2 separate regions of the Sminthopsis crassicaudata genome follow, and region 2 is linked to region 1. The links are chromatin contacts, called in public Hi-C maps. All regions are on one chromosome and are shown on one strand. Each heading gives the region's core, a stretch centred on a gene start, on an enhancer-like site or on the middle of the called end of the contact. The rest is flanking DNA. Distances are from core to core; before and after follow the strand shown. Region 1 holds the start of LRRC74B (leucine rich repeat containing 74B). Region 2 holds the start of CCDC188 (coiled-coil domain containing 188).

What was found. A called contact is a pair of places that touch in the nucleus more often than the background predicts.
Region 2: a Hi-C map of fibroblasts shows a contact between it and region 1, with 7 times the contacts expected there. The contact joins the promoter of CCDC188 here to the promoter of LRRC74B in region 1.

Annotation. Positions count from the first base shown.
Region 1 is chr1:9,425,561-9,432,448 of ASM4859323v1, forward strand. LRRC74B (leucine rich repeat containing 74B) reads right to left here and starts at 4,124. Exons shown (of 10, transcript XM_074292468.1): 1 at 3,903-4,124; 2 at 3,255-3,402. The coding sequence starts at 4,112.
Region 2 is chr1:10,065,872-10,072,759 of ASM4859323v1, forward strand. It overlaps CCDC188 (coiled-coil domain containing 188), which reads left to right and starts at 3,242. Exons shown (of 13, transcript XM_074292534.1): 1 at 3,242-3,328; 2 at 3,469-3,511; 3 at 6,085-6,253. The coding sequence starts at 3,474.

The sequences.
Region 1 (6,888 bases), core at 2,874-5,373:
AGGTGGGATTTGATCTGGAAGCAAGAGGCAGTGGTGAAGTGGGAGAGTGCTGCAGGAATGAGTCACACAAGTTCACAGGCAAAAGCCAAGAGATGGAATATCTTGTTTGAGGAGCACCAAGGTGGCCAATATTGGCCCATGGATCAAAGAGCATGTGGAGGGAAGTAAGAAGCTTGGAAAGGTAGAAGAGGGCAGGTTGCAGAAAGCCAAATAGTTAGCTCCTAGAGGCAACAGGGAACCACTGGGGTTTACTTCGTAGGGGTGACGTGGTTAAGAGCTGTAGGAAAATTACTAGTGGCTAAATGAAGAATGGACCAAAGTAGGGAAAGACTGGAGAGAAGCATCTGCGTCCTCCCAATAGCTACTGCAGTAGTCCAGAGGGTCTGCTCTAGGGCATTAGTGTTGTCAGACAAGAGAAAGGGGCACATTGGAGAGATGATGCAGAGGTGATTGTTAACAAAAGATGTTGCAAAAGTGAAATGGACAAGAGATGAAATCAAGAAATGTTGCAAAAGTGAAATGGACAAAAAGTGAAATCAGGGAGAGATGTTGCAGAAGTGAAATGGACAAGAGATGTCAACAAAGGATATTGCAAAAGTGAAATGGACAAAAGATGCTGCAGAGCTGACTGTCAACAAGAGATGTTGCAAAAGTGAAATGGACAAGAGGTGAAATAAAAAAATGTAAAAGTGAAATGGACTGAGATGCTGCAGAGGTGACTGTCAACAAAAGATGTTGCAAAAGAGAGCTAGTGAGGACTTTATAGTACACAGTAACAAGATGATTATGTGATGATCAACTGTGATCCACTTGGCTCTTAACAATGCAGTGGTTCAAGGCAATTCCAATAGACTTGGGATGGAAAATACCATCCACATCCAGAGACAGAACTATGGAGATTGAATGTGGATTGAAGTGTAGTATTTCACCTTTTTCTTTGTTTCTCATGTTTTTTCCCACTTTGATCTGATTTTTTTTCTTGCATAGCATGACAAATATGAAAGTATGTATCTCACGTAACGAGATGGTCTGGTAGAAGTCTATACAAACAGAGGAAGGCATGTACATTATTTTTACCTATATCAGATTGCTTGCTGTCTTGGGGAGAAGTCTTATAAAAAATGAATGTTGAAAGCTATCTTAACATGTATTTGGAAAAATAAAATACAATTATTTATAAATAAAATAAGAGGGGCAGCTAGGTGTCACAGTGAATAGAGCACCAGCCCTGAAATCAGGAGGACTGGAGTTCAAATCTGACCTCAGACATTTAACACTTCCTGGCTGTGTGATCCTGGGCAAGTCACTTAACCCCAATTGCCTCAGCAAAATAAACAAACAAACAAATAAATAAATAAAGATAAGAATCATTAGGCTATTTGAAAGCCATGACCAAAAATAAGCTTAAACATTATATTTCAGTAAATCTTTAAAAAATTGTCCATCTTTTAGAAACAGAGGACAAACGGCCATCTCCTGATACTCCAAAATGAAAACTAGCAGGAATATTATAGCCAAACTCCAGTTTTTAGAGACTGACTCAGTCTCTCCTGGCTTTTGAGGGAAGAATACTAGAAAACAAAGGATACACAAAGGATACAGGCTTACTGCCAAGTTCTGCTAATTTATCCAGCAAAACTGAATAGAATCCTACTGAAGGCAGGGGAGTGGGGATGGCCCTTTAAGGAAATTAGAGCACTTCTAAGCAATCCTGACGAAAAGACCAGAGCTGTACTGAAACTTTGAAGGGCAAACATAGCAGTTAAGAGAAACATAAAGAGGTAAATATGAATGAAGAATAATGATTAAATAAACAAGTATAAACTACTTATAATGGAGAGGTGATCTTGTGTTCCTCAGAACCCTATCATCATCAGGGACCACAGAGTGAATCTGATTAGACAAAGCCTGGGATTGTTCTGATATGACTTGGTGATCTTAAGAAAAAATTATATTGAGGGGGGAGGTAGGGAATATTATCTCACGTAACGAGGTGCTCAGGCAGAAGTCTATACAAACAGAGGAAGGTTATGGATGATTGGCACTTAAACCCTCTCTCATCCAAGCAAGACAAAGAAGGGAAGAAGTCACATACATGTACTATATATAGTTGGATTCTCTCAACAGGGAAATGAGCAGGTATGTGCAGTGGATAGAGAGCTGGGTCTGGAGTCAGAAAGATCTGAGTTCAAATCCTGCCTCAGACATTTACAAGCTGTGTGACTCTGAGCAAGTCACTTCCTGTTTGCCTCAGTTTCCTCTTCTGTAAAATGAGCTGGAGAAGGAAATGGTAAACACTTCAGTCTCTTTGCCAAATAGAAAGAGGGAAGATTAAGGGGGAAATTATTTGTAATCAACATAAACTCTAAGGATAAACAAAAATATTTATAGCTCTCTGAGGTGGCAAAGAATGGGAGTCTGAGGGGGTGCCCATCCATTGGGGAACAGACAGAACAAGTTGTGGTATGGGAATATGATGAAAGATTATCACGCTGCATGAAATGATGGTTTCTGAGACAACTGGGCAGACTTGCATGAACAGGTGCAGAGGGAAAAGAGAAGAACGGGGAGAACAATGTAAATAACAGCAATCTAGTAAAGTGAAACAGTTTGGAGAGAAAGAGGAAGTCTGACGGGGACTCACCGACTCCGATTTCAAAGATTTCGGAAGATTGATGACGAAACATCCTTCCGAGTGAGAAGTGACAGTCCACAGTGGTTATGTATTTTACATTTATGCTCCTTCAGTACATATTATATGTGTCATATAAAATATTGTTTATTATGTTTTATGTAGGTATAACATGCTATTAAGACTATATTGGGGGCAGCTAGGGGGCGCAGTGGATAGAGCACTAGCCTTGAATTCAGGAGGACCTGACTTCAAATCTGATCTCAGGGACTTAACCCTTCCTGGCTGTGTGACCCTGGGCAAGTCACTTAACCCCAGCCTCAGAAAAAGAAAAAGAAAAAGACTATATTATAAAATACTTAACAATATGATGTTATATCACTATATTAGTTTGTGTTATGTATTTTTATTTATGTATAATTATTTATGTAACTATAATATATACCATGTTATTTATATTAAGTATATCAAGTGTATATGTTCTCTATATTGCTTCTGGATGGAGCCAGTGTGGGTCTTGCTGTGAGCTCAGAGAAGGCCCCAGTGTGGGGCCGCTGGAGGTTTGGGGAGGGGGCACGTGGGGAACCTCCCGGCCCGGATGGGGGGGCGCGGCCTTTGTTACCTTCCCTCTCCAGGTCAGAGTCTCCCTCGCTTTCTGACTCATTAGCTTCCTCCTGGCCACCCCCGGGCTCACCGGTGTCCTCCTCCTTCCCCTGCAGCAGGAAGTACTTCAGAGGCAAGTGGGTTCCGGAGCCATGCTCGGGCCCTGTCTGGAAAAGGGAGAGCGAGGGGTCGGCCCGGGCGCCCCTTGTACTCTCTCTAGTCAGGGAAACCCGGGGCGAGGGCTGCCACTGCTGGCCAGGAAACCAAAGCGCGGACGCTGGCCTCAGTTTCCCTCTCTGCCAAGCGGAAGAGCCGCCGTTCCCTGAGCCCATCTGCCTCCGGGGCTTTGTCGCTCTCCAGACCCAGCGGCCCCTGGGGCAGGCGGAGATCTCGGGGCGCCTCTTGGGCTCCCTCCCCCCTCCTCAGTCCCTCCTCACCCCCCGCCCGCCTGGAGCCACCTTCCTTCCTCTGTCCCGGCCTCAGGGGCCTCTACGCCAGTCAAAAGGAGGCCCTTAAAGCTCCGCCCGGGCTGTGGGGGCAATCGGGGGACTCGTCCGTCCGGACTCAGTTTCCCCAGCCGTCCAACCTTGACCTTTAGCTCCACTTCCAACTGCGCCTTCTCCCCGTTCTGAATGCGGGGGCCCCCGGCCGCTTTCTCCTCCTGTACCTCCTCTCCACGTGCAGTTTGGGGGGACCGCGCGGGGGCGGCGGCCAGGCCCCACGGCCCCCGACGCTTGGACACTCCGCCGCCCGAGGGGTCCCCCCACGGGCCCGGCTTCCGCTGAGCCAAGGCCTCCAGCAGCGGCATTCCGTGGCCGAGCCCCCGGCCGCTCATGGTCCCGGGCTGCGGGGCGAGTGGCTGGAGGCGGGGCCGCATGCGGGCTGAGGCCGGGGCTGCGGCCTGGAGGACCAATCCGGGCAGAGAGCGAGCTGACGGGCGTCCCCGACAGCCAATAAAGGCCCGCGCGTCCTGCGTTGCCATGGGAACTGCCAACAGCAGCCCGGGTGGGCTGGGGATGGGGAGAAGTGCTGGAAGCTGCTCCCTAGTCCTGCCGGACGTGGAGGGAGATGGAGTGGGAGCGTCAGGACCATAGGGCGCTCGCCACCCGCCGGGCAGAGGAGCCCAGAACTCTGCCGGAATGTCTGCAGGGACGGGGAGCTCACTACCCGCCGGGCAGAGGAGCCCAGAACTCTGCCGGAATGTCTGCAGGGACGGGGAGCTCACTACCCGCCGGGCAGAGGAGCCCAGAACTCTGCCGGAATGTCTGCAGGGACGGGGACCTCACTACCCGCCGGGCAGAGGAGCCCAGAACTCTGCCCGAATGTCTGCAGGGACGGGGAGCTCACTACCTACTGAGGCAGCTCTTTTCACGATAAAGCTCGGGCATCTAGCCTAAGACAGATGCTTTGCAAACTACCCTCCCCCCTCATTCTGTCCCCTGGGGCCCAGCAGAAGCAAGCTAACCCTTCCTCCTCCCCCTTCCCTGTGTGCTGCCCCCCCCCCCCCCGCTGGTCCAGAGCCCCCACAGCCCCCCCCACTTGCGTGGCCAGAGCTCCATCCTCCTGTCTCCTCCCGGCACCACCCGGGCCGACTGCTGGGCCCTCCCCGCTCACCGGCTCTTCAGGAGCCTCTATCCAGTCCTCCCGCAGCCTGGCCTTTTTTAAATTAAATTTTAAAAATGCACCTTGCTGTATGAATCATGTTGGGAGAGAAAAATCCGAACAAAACCACGGGAGAGAGTAAAACAAGAGAGGGAGCGCGGGACTTGTATTCCTCTCCCAAGTTGTTCTGGAAGCCGGGCAGTTTCTCCCGGACTCTGGGATTGCTTGGGCTCACTGAGCCGCCGGGAAGGACGAGCCTGACTGGGCCTGGTCTCGCCCCCGCCCGTCTCCGTCCTCTCCTCCTGGCCCCTCTCAGTGTGCCCCCTCCTGCAAGGACAGAACCGCCCAGAGGTGCTCTGAGCGGGAGCCGCTCTTCATTCACGGAGGCTGCACAAACGGAGGCTAAGCTGGAGTTAACTGGTGGGGACCCTCGGCGAGCGGGTGGCTCACTGTCCCTGAAGCCCAAGCTGCCCCCCTGGGTCTCAGTGCAGCCGGAGCCGGTTTCCTGACCCAGTGCAAGGCGTTAACGTTTCCTCGCACGATTTCACGCCGGAGCCGGCCCAGAACACTGTGGATCAGTCCGTCATCAGGGTCACTACAGGTGAATTTGAGGCTGAAGGCAGAGACCCCACAATCCCAGCGGGATTTGTCTTAGAAAAGACTCCAGTCTGTTTCACAGATGTGGAAACTGAGGGCCTGGACATAAACTCAAGAACCCGTGGCCATGATAACAAAGTAATAACGCCAACAGTCCCTGGTTTTATGGGCCTTTAATGTTTGCCAAGTGCTTTGCTCAGGACAGCCCCGTGGGTCAGTGCCGTGAATGTGCTCAGAGGCAGCTCTGGCCTAGAGTCAGGAAGGCTTGAGTTGAGACTTGGTCTCCTGCTGTCTGCCTCAGTTCCCTCATCTGGAAAATGGAGCACCATGCTCTCAGGGGATCCAATGAGATAATTGTAAAATACACTGCAGATTTTATGGCCCAGAGAAATGCCGCTAATAAGAATTGTTATAGTTATCACTGCAGGGGGCGGTAGCAAAGACTGGAAGAGTTAAAATGACTGGTCCATGGTTACTATGGGAACTTTGGATTCCACCGGGTAAAGTGTGGACGGAGATGGGAGGAAGAAGAGCCTCCCCCTCCAATGAGCTTGTTCTAGAGGCCGCGGCCATCATTTCAACCCAACAGCCTGGCCTGACTTGGCAGAGGGGCTTGGGACGGCACTTCAGACACTGGGGTTCACCGCCCCTCGCCAGCCCCGATAGCTGCCATGTCCGTGGCTGGGCCTGCCTGATCCCCGGTGCTCTGGGGGCCCCCAGAAGCTTCCTGCAAGTGTCTGTAAATAGGTTCTTGCCATGGGGCCTGGTTTTAAACACAGTATGATGGTCCATTCCTCCGCCATCACACCCCTGCCATGCACCTGACGCAGGAGCGGAATCCAGATCCTGCCATCTTTCAGCTCGCACGCGATGAAGGGAGGGGGGCTTCTTTGTCAGGACAGTTGGACTGGATGGACTCTGAATTTCCTCAATCTGGGGGGTTCAAACTACTCTCACTCTCTGTCTCTCAAAAATGAACAAAAAATAAATCAAACTTCCTATTTACAGAAAAGAGTTTCATAGGTGAGAAATTTCTTGGATATAAAGTAACTGCCCTTTTTTAAATAAAATAAAGGAAAAATGTGAGTCATCAAAAATAATTTTTTTAGAAAATTAAAATAAATAATGAAAATAAGGCACTTGACAACACAGTGACATGGGAAATCTGTGATTGTCCAGTGTCAGAAAGGCCCCTGTCACCACCTCTCCTGTGTCACTCTTAGCTGGGGGTTATCCCCTCAGTGGACAGGAAGCTCCCGAGGGCAGCATCTCTGGGCTTTTTCTATCCTCGGCACACAGCATGGAATCTTACATCTAGCTGTCCCTTAATAACTTAAGTGTATACCTTAACAGAAGTAGAGCCGGAAGGTCAAAGAGAGTGAGGATTGAGAAAAGACCACGGATTTGGCTGCTGAAAGGTCATTGGTGACTTTGGAGAGCTGTTGTCCACTTAT
Region 2 (6,888 bases), core at 1,992-4,491, 640 kb after region 1:
ACATCCAGAGAGAGGAACTATGGGAACTGAGTAAGGACCACAACACAGCATTTCCACTCTTTCTGTTGTTGTCCATTTACGTTCTTGTTTTCCTTCTCAGGTTTTTTTTTTTACTTTCTTTCTAGATCCAATTTTTCTTATGCAGCAAGATAACTGTGTATATATATATATATATATATATACATATATATACACACATATATGTATATATATGATTTAACATATACTTTAACATATTTAACATGTATGAGAATACCTGCCATATAGGGGAGAGGATGGGGGGATGGAGGGGAAAAGTTGGAACAGAAGGCTTTGCAAGGGTCAACAAAAAGCTATAATAATTTAAAAAAATAATCCATTCACAAAAATCAAAGCAGAACTAGGGTAGAACAAAGGAGCTTTGACCAGGTGCTTGATCTAAAGGGTATTGAAAATGTTTGCAGTCCTGGTTGCTGCTCTCCCTTAGTGCTTCCCAGATATTTTTTACCTTTCTCTCAACTGATCTTCTAGCTGCAGCCTGGGGTCTCTGCTTTCACCACTATCCACCCCTCCAGAATGTGGTCCTCCCAGGATGGACCCATGGTGTGCTTGTAAATGTTTTACAATTTGCTCCCCAGGGGAGGAAAATGTGTACTCAACTGATTTTTAAGTTTAATTTTTACTGTTAACATTTTCTCCATCACTTTCTTAAGGCTAGACAATCATACATTAAGCTCTGATTTCTAGCGTTTTCTAATTTCCAACTTGGAAGTTCTCCCACTGAAAATTTGACAATCGCCTTTTGCGAGCTGCTTGGAACTGGCTCCAGTGTCCCTTGAGTCTCATCCTGATTTCTCCCAGCTGAAGGCATCTTTCATACCACGCCTACTTACAGAAGAGACCTTCCGCTATGGCTCACCGAATGCCCAAAGGGGTAGGAAGGGGGTAGGAAACCAGGGTTTTCTTGAGGACTTTATCAGCAGACGCTAAGCAACTGAGTCAACTGAATATGTGACAGGGAGAGCCCTAGTTCTGTAATCAGGACTTGTCTCAAGCGTGTGGCCTAAATAAATCCCTTGAGCCTCAGTTTCCTCATATACAAAATCTAACAAGATTTTTCAAGGGCTTAATATCTTCCAGATACTGTGCTAAACACGAGAATACAAAGGAAGGCAAAAAACAAGTCCCTGTCCTCAAGAGATCCACACACTTATGGGGAACAGAACTATCAAGGTAGGAAAAAAGGGAGGGAGGGGAGAAGGAAGGAAGGAAGGAAGGAAGGAAGGAAGGAAGGAAGGAAGGAAGGAAGGAAGGAAGGAAGGAAGGAAGGAAGGAAGGAAGGAAGGAAGGAAGGAAGGAAGGAAGGAAGGAAGGAGGGAGGGAGGGAGGGAGGGAGGGAGGGAGGAGAAAGAAAGAAAAAAAAGAAAGAAAGAAAGAAAAGAAAGAAAGAGAGAAAGGAAGAGAGAAAGAAAGGAAGGAAGAAAGAAAGAAAGAAAGAGAGAAAGGAAGAGAGAAAGAAAGGAAGGAAGAAAGAAAGAAAGAAAGAAAGAAAGAAAGAAAGAAAGAAAGAAAGAAAGAAAGAAAGAAAGAAAGAAAGAAAGAGAGAGAAAGAAAGAGAGAAAGAAAGAAAGAAAGAAAGAAAGAGAGAGAAAGAAAGAAAGAAAAAAGAAAGGAGGGAGGGAGAGAGGGAAGGAGGAAGGAACAAAGGAAGAAAGAAAGAAGAGAGGAAGGAAAGGTAAGGAAAGGAAATGACAAGCACTGTACTAAGAATCCTGGAAGGTAGATATATTATTGTCTATAGTTATAGAATTTTATAGTTAAGGAAACTGAGTCAGGCAGAGGTGATATGACTTGCCCAGGGTCACACAGCTAGTGTTTGAAGCCATATTTGAATTCAGATCTTCTTGACTTGAGGCCCAGTGCCTGTCCATCCTCTGCCTAGCTGTCTCCTCTGGGTAGAGGAGAAGAAATGAAATAAACATTTAGAGATTCTCATCACCTGAGTGAATTTGGACAAGTCATTTTTCTTCTCTGGGACTCAGTTTCCCCCTATGTAAAAAGGAAGGAAGCTTGGACTCAGCTTCTGAGCTCCCGTTCACCCCTAGTGAGATCTGCTTGTCCAGCCCCAGTCTTTGCTAACATCCAGTCTCCAGATGCTCATTAGGCATCCCGATGGATGACCAGTTGGCATCCAATGGCTCCAAAACAGAGCTCATTCTCTTTGCCCCTTAGCCTGCCTCACTCCCTGCCTTCCTTCTCCCTGTAGGGGACACACAAATATCCCCATCCCTCAAACTTGCCCCCTAAGAGTCCCCCAGATTCCTCACCATCTCTCACCTTCACCCCCATATCCCAAATCCCACATTGCCGAAGTCTCCCGATGTCTCCTTGGGCCCAGCTCGTGAATCCGCCCCGTTCTCCCCTCTGACTCCATCCCCAGCCTGTGAAGGCCCTTATCCCATGGCTGCACTACTGCAGTGGCCGCTGGGGTTCTGCCCGCCTCAGCCTCCAGCCCACCTCCATTCAGTCATTTTCCTAAAGAGGAAGTCCAATCATTTCATCCCCTACTGGATACACTCCAGTGGCTCCCTGTCGCCTCCGGGAGCCAATCCAAAGTGCTCTGTTTGTCATTCAAGGCTCTTCAGAAACCAGCCCTTTCCTATTTTTCCAGCCTTCTCGCCCCTTACTCCCCACTGTGGACTCTTCGCTGACCTCCCGGCCATCCCACGAACAAAAGCAATGTTCCAACTCTGGGCCTTTTCTCTGCTTGGGTCCCCCATGCCCAGAACAGTCTCCTCGCTGCCTCCTTTTTCCTTCCAGTCTCAATGGAAACCCTACTTTCCACAGGAAAGCTCTTAATTCTAGGAGCTTCGCTCTGTTGACTGCCCCTAACTTAGCGTGTTCATTGTGCACATAGGAACCTGCTTTTTTGTATGCTGTTGTATGCTTATCTTTGCTGTATGAGAGTGGGGACCGTCCTCTGCCTTTCCTGCCTATCCCAGGGTTTGGCAATGGCTGGGACACAGTAGGCGGTTACGGATGCTTGTTGACTGACTGACTGACTGACTGATAGGTTGGTTTTAGAAACTTAGGAGATGCTATTGCTTTAAAGTCCCAGAGAAGGGGTTAAGCAGTGGAATTGTTGGCTGCAGACCTGGGAGAAGACACTGAGAGAAGGTCTGAGCTGGACTCCCCTGCTCAGTTCTCTGGGCCTATTGTGACTCCCCTCCTCCAGCAGCCTTCCTAGGCTCCGCCCCTGCCTCCAGAGTCCTTTATGACAAGCTATGGACTGTGGACGGCCCGCAGGTGGGGCTGGACTGCATTGTCTATAGAGGAGGGGAGGACTGAGGTCAGACATCAAAGCCCCGCTGGGAAAGGGAGCGGGGAACACTAGAAACTGGGGCATCGAGGCTGAAAAGTGGGGAAACTGAGCCCTCCCTGGGCTGGAAGCCCTCTTCTCAGGCCCCACTTCTGTCTCTCTCCCAGCAGGATCCATGATGGATGATTCCTGGACTAACCCACATGGGGAATTGTGAGTAAACTAAGTCACTGACTCCACCTCCCCATCCCCGGGCCTAGGCAGGGGGGAGCAAGTACTCAGGGGGACCTGGACCCAGACCATGGACTCACTCATAGGCAGAGTGAGTGGGGAGAGAGACAGAGGGAGACCTTCAACTTGCTCATCAGCTTGGTGCAGGAAGTGACCAGCTAAAGGCCAGTCCCCCTCAGGTCATGTTTAGCCAGCTGAGAGTGAGGGAAAAGCACTCTGTTTGTAGTCCGAAAGGCCTGAGTTCCAGCAGCACAATGAGTCATGGCTACTCTGAAGGAATATGTGGTGAAAAATCCTATCCGGACTCATGCTGATTGTGTCTGAACACAGATTGAAGTGCTCTCTCTGTCTCTGTCTCTCTCTGTCTCTGTCTCTGTCTCTTTCTCTCTCTCTCTCTTCTCTCTCCTCTCTCTCTCTCTCTCTCTCTCTCTCTCTCTCTCTCTCTCTCTCTCTCTCTCTCTCTCTCTCTCACACACACACACACACACACACACACACACACTATCTCTCTCTCTCTTTCTCTCTCTCTCTCTTCTCTCTCCTCTCTCTCTCTCTCTCTCTCTCTCTCTCTCTCTCTCTCTCTCTCTCTCTCTCTCTCTCTCTCTCTTTCTCTCTGTGTCTCTGTGTGTCTCTCTCTTTCTCTCTCTCCCTCCCTTTCTGTGTGTGTATTTCTCTCTCTTTTTGTGTCTCTCTGTCTCTATTTCTCTCTTGCCTCTGTCTCTTTTTGTCTCTGTCTATATCTTTCAGGGTGTGTGTGTGTATGTGTGTATTTGTCTTTGTGTCTATCTCTGTCTCCGTTTCCATCTCTTCTGTGTCTCTGTTTCTCTTATTTCTTTGTATGTATTTCTCTTTTTATCTCTCTGTTTCCTTCCCTTTCTCTTTTATTTTTCTTGAGAGTTGTTTATTTTAGGGTGGGAAATCTGTTTTCTTTCACATGAAAATGTTTTACATAACTTCACATGTGGTTTTTAATGGGCTCTGGGGGTGGGATAAGGGATGGAATCTAAAACTCAAAAGTTTTAAAATCCAATGTAAAAAAATTAAATGTTAACTGGGGGAAATATTAAGTTAATTAATTTTTTTAAAAATTGAAAGGCCTGTGTTCAAATTCAATTCTTTTACTTGCTAGTCTATAACCTTGGACTAGTTTCCTTATACTGTAGGGAGTTGTACTATACATAGTCTTTACCTCAGTTTCCCAGTCCTTGGAAAACAGCAGGGATTGAACAGTATAATCTTTATGGGCCATTGCAACTTAGATCTGTTTACAAAGAGTTCTAGCTGTTAGTTCAAAGATTCTATCTTTCCTTGTCTCAGGAACATTTAAGGGAAGCCATTTGGGGCTAGTTTAGGCCATTAAAACTGTGGAGATCTAGGCTGAAGCTCAAGGTCAGGTGCACGAGCACACACACACACACACACACACACACACACACACACCTCAAGGATGGAGTATTTAAAAAAACAACCACAACTTGTGAGATTCTAGTTACAGAGACAGAAAGGGAGAGAGAGCAGATAGAAATTCAGAGAGAGACAAAGACAGTGACAAAGAGACAGAGAAAGGGAAGAAGGAAGATAACAGAAATACAGAGTACGGAGATTTAGACATAGAGTTGAGAGCAGGTAGAAACAGTCAGGGAAGTAGTACCAAGATAGAGATTAAAAAAAAAACAGGTAGAGATAAGTGAAGAAAGAAAACCACAGATGGAGGCAAAGAGGTAAAAAGGGGGGGGGAAGAGAGAACAGATATGAAGGGCAAAAACTGGGGCTCTGGGAGAAGCAAAGAGTAGAAAAGATTGAGAAAGGGAGGGACAGGTCAGGCAAGGGAAGAAGGTAGTGGATCTGAGGGATGGGGACTAGTCCTGAAAGAGAGAGAGAGGAGACAGACTCCAGATCTTTTATGGAGACTTAAGCTCCTGGGAATTCCAATCCCAGATCTTTCTCAGCCCAATAATGAAGGCTCCAGAAGAGCCTGTCCCAGGTTTTCCCCTCTGGCTCACCTGCTCACTAGCCCAAGGATATCAGAGGCCAGTTCCCTGACCTTTCTAGCCTAGAACACTCAGCCTTGGTCTTATGAATAAAGGGGCTGCCTTTAAGGAACCCAAAGGCAAAGCTCTGACCCCAAATTACTTATAGGTGTGGGTAGTGAGTTTTGTTAAAGGAAGGATTCTGGGGGGAGAAAACCTTGTCCCCCAAAGCCTGAAAACCTCGTACCTCCTGTCCTGCTCCATCACTCTCCAGAAGTTCTCACACACACACACACACACACACACACACACACACACACACACACACACACACACCTCCCTATCTATCACTTCCACGCCCCACACCCCGCCAAGTCCCTAACTCTCTCTGTGTCCCTGAGCCCACACTATGCTCTATAGGCACACACACATACACTCCCCACCCCCCAGGTCCTTGGGTTTCCACTGTGTCTCCCTGCGCCCCTCACACCCCACTACTCCTGCATGTTTCATCTTCATAAGATGACCTCAAACATAGGGTGACCATGGCGCTCACTAGCCTGTTTCTTTGTCTTCCTACAATAGCAGAGAGAGATTACACGGGTACCCACCACCTCCACCCCCACCACCACCACCTTTGCAGTCCCACGCAGTAATGGGCCAACCCCGGCTTCTTCATTGCTCGCTGGTGAACCTGACCCCCTGTGAGGAGAGGAACACCATCCTGGAGCTAGAGGAGGCCAACCAAAGACTGGTAGGGGCCTCATGAACTCAAAGCACCCTTTAAACTGTGTCTGGCTTAAACAATACTGGGTAATGGATAGAGAGTAGAATCAGGAAGAGCTCAAACTCCCCACAGCAAGTCAATTAGCCTCTTTATGCCTCAGTTTCCCCATGTGAAAAATGAGAGGATTGGGCTTTTAAGGTTCCTTATATCTCTAAAACTAGTCATTTGGAATCTTGTCAGGACTCTGGGGTGTGAAAAAAGTGAAAATACAAAACAAACAAACAAACAAAAAACTCTAGCCTGGAAGGTGAAAAATGCCAATCAATCCACAAGCATTTATTTAAGCACTTACAGTGTGCCCTTGGTGAGGATACAAAGTCAAAAGTGAAACAATTCTGCCCTCAAGAACTTCTTTTCTAGTGGGGGAGGCAACATGTAGATATATGGGTAGAGGCAGAATGTATTTTTGCAAAAGGTAACGTGGAGAAGGAGTTGTGTGCTAGCAGCTCTGGAACAAGGGAAGGAAGGCTTCATATGGAAGATCCTATTTGAAGGAAATCAAGACTTTCAAAGAGAAAGTGAGAAGAAGAGAGGGCATTCAGGCATGGGACACAGCCTGGGCAAATGCACAGAGATGGGAAAATGAATATTTGATGGGAAGA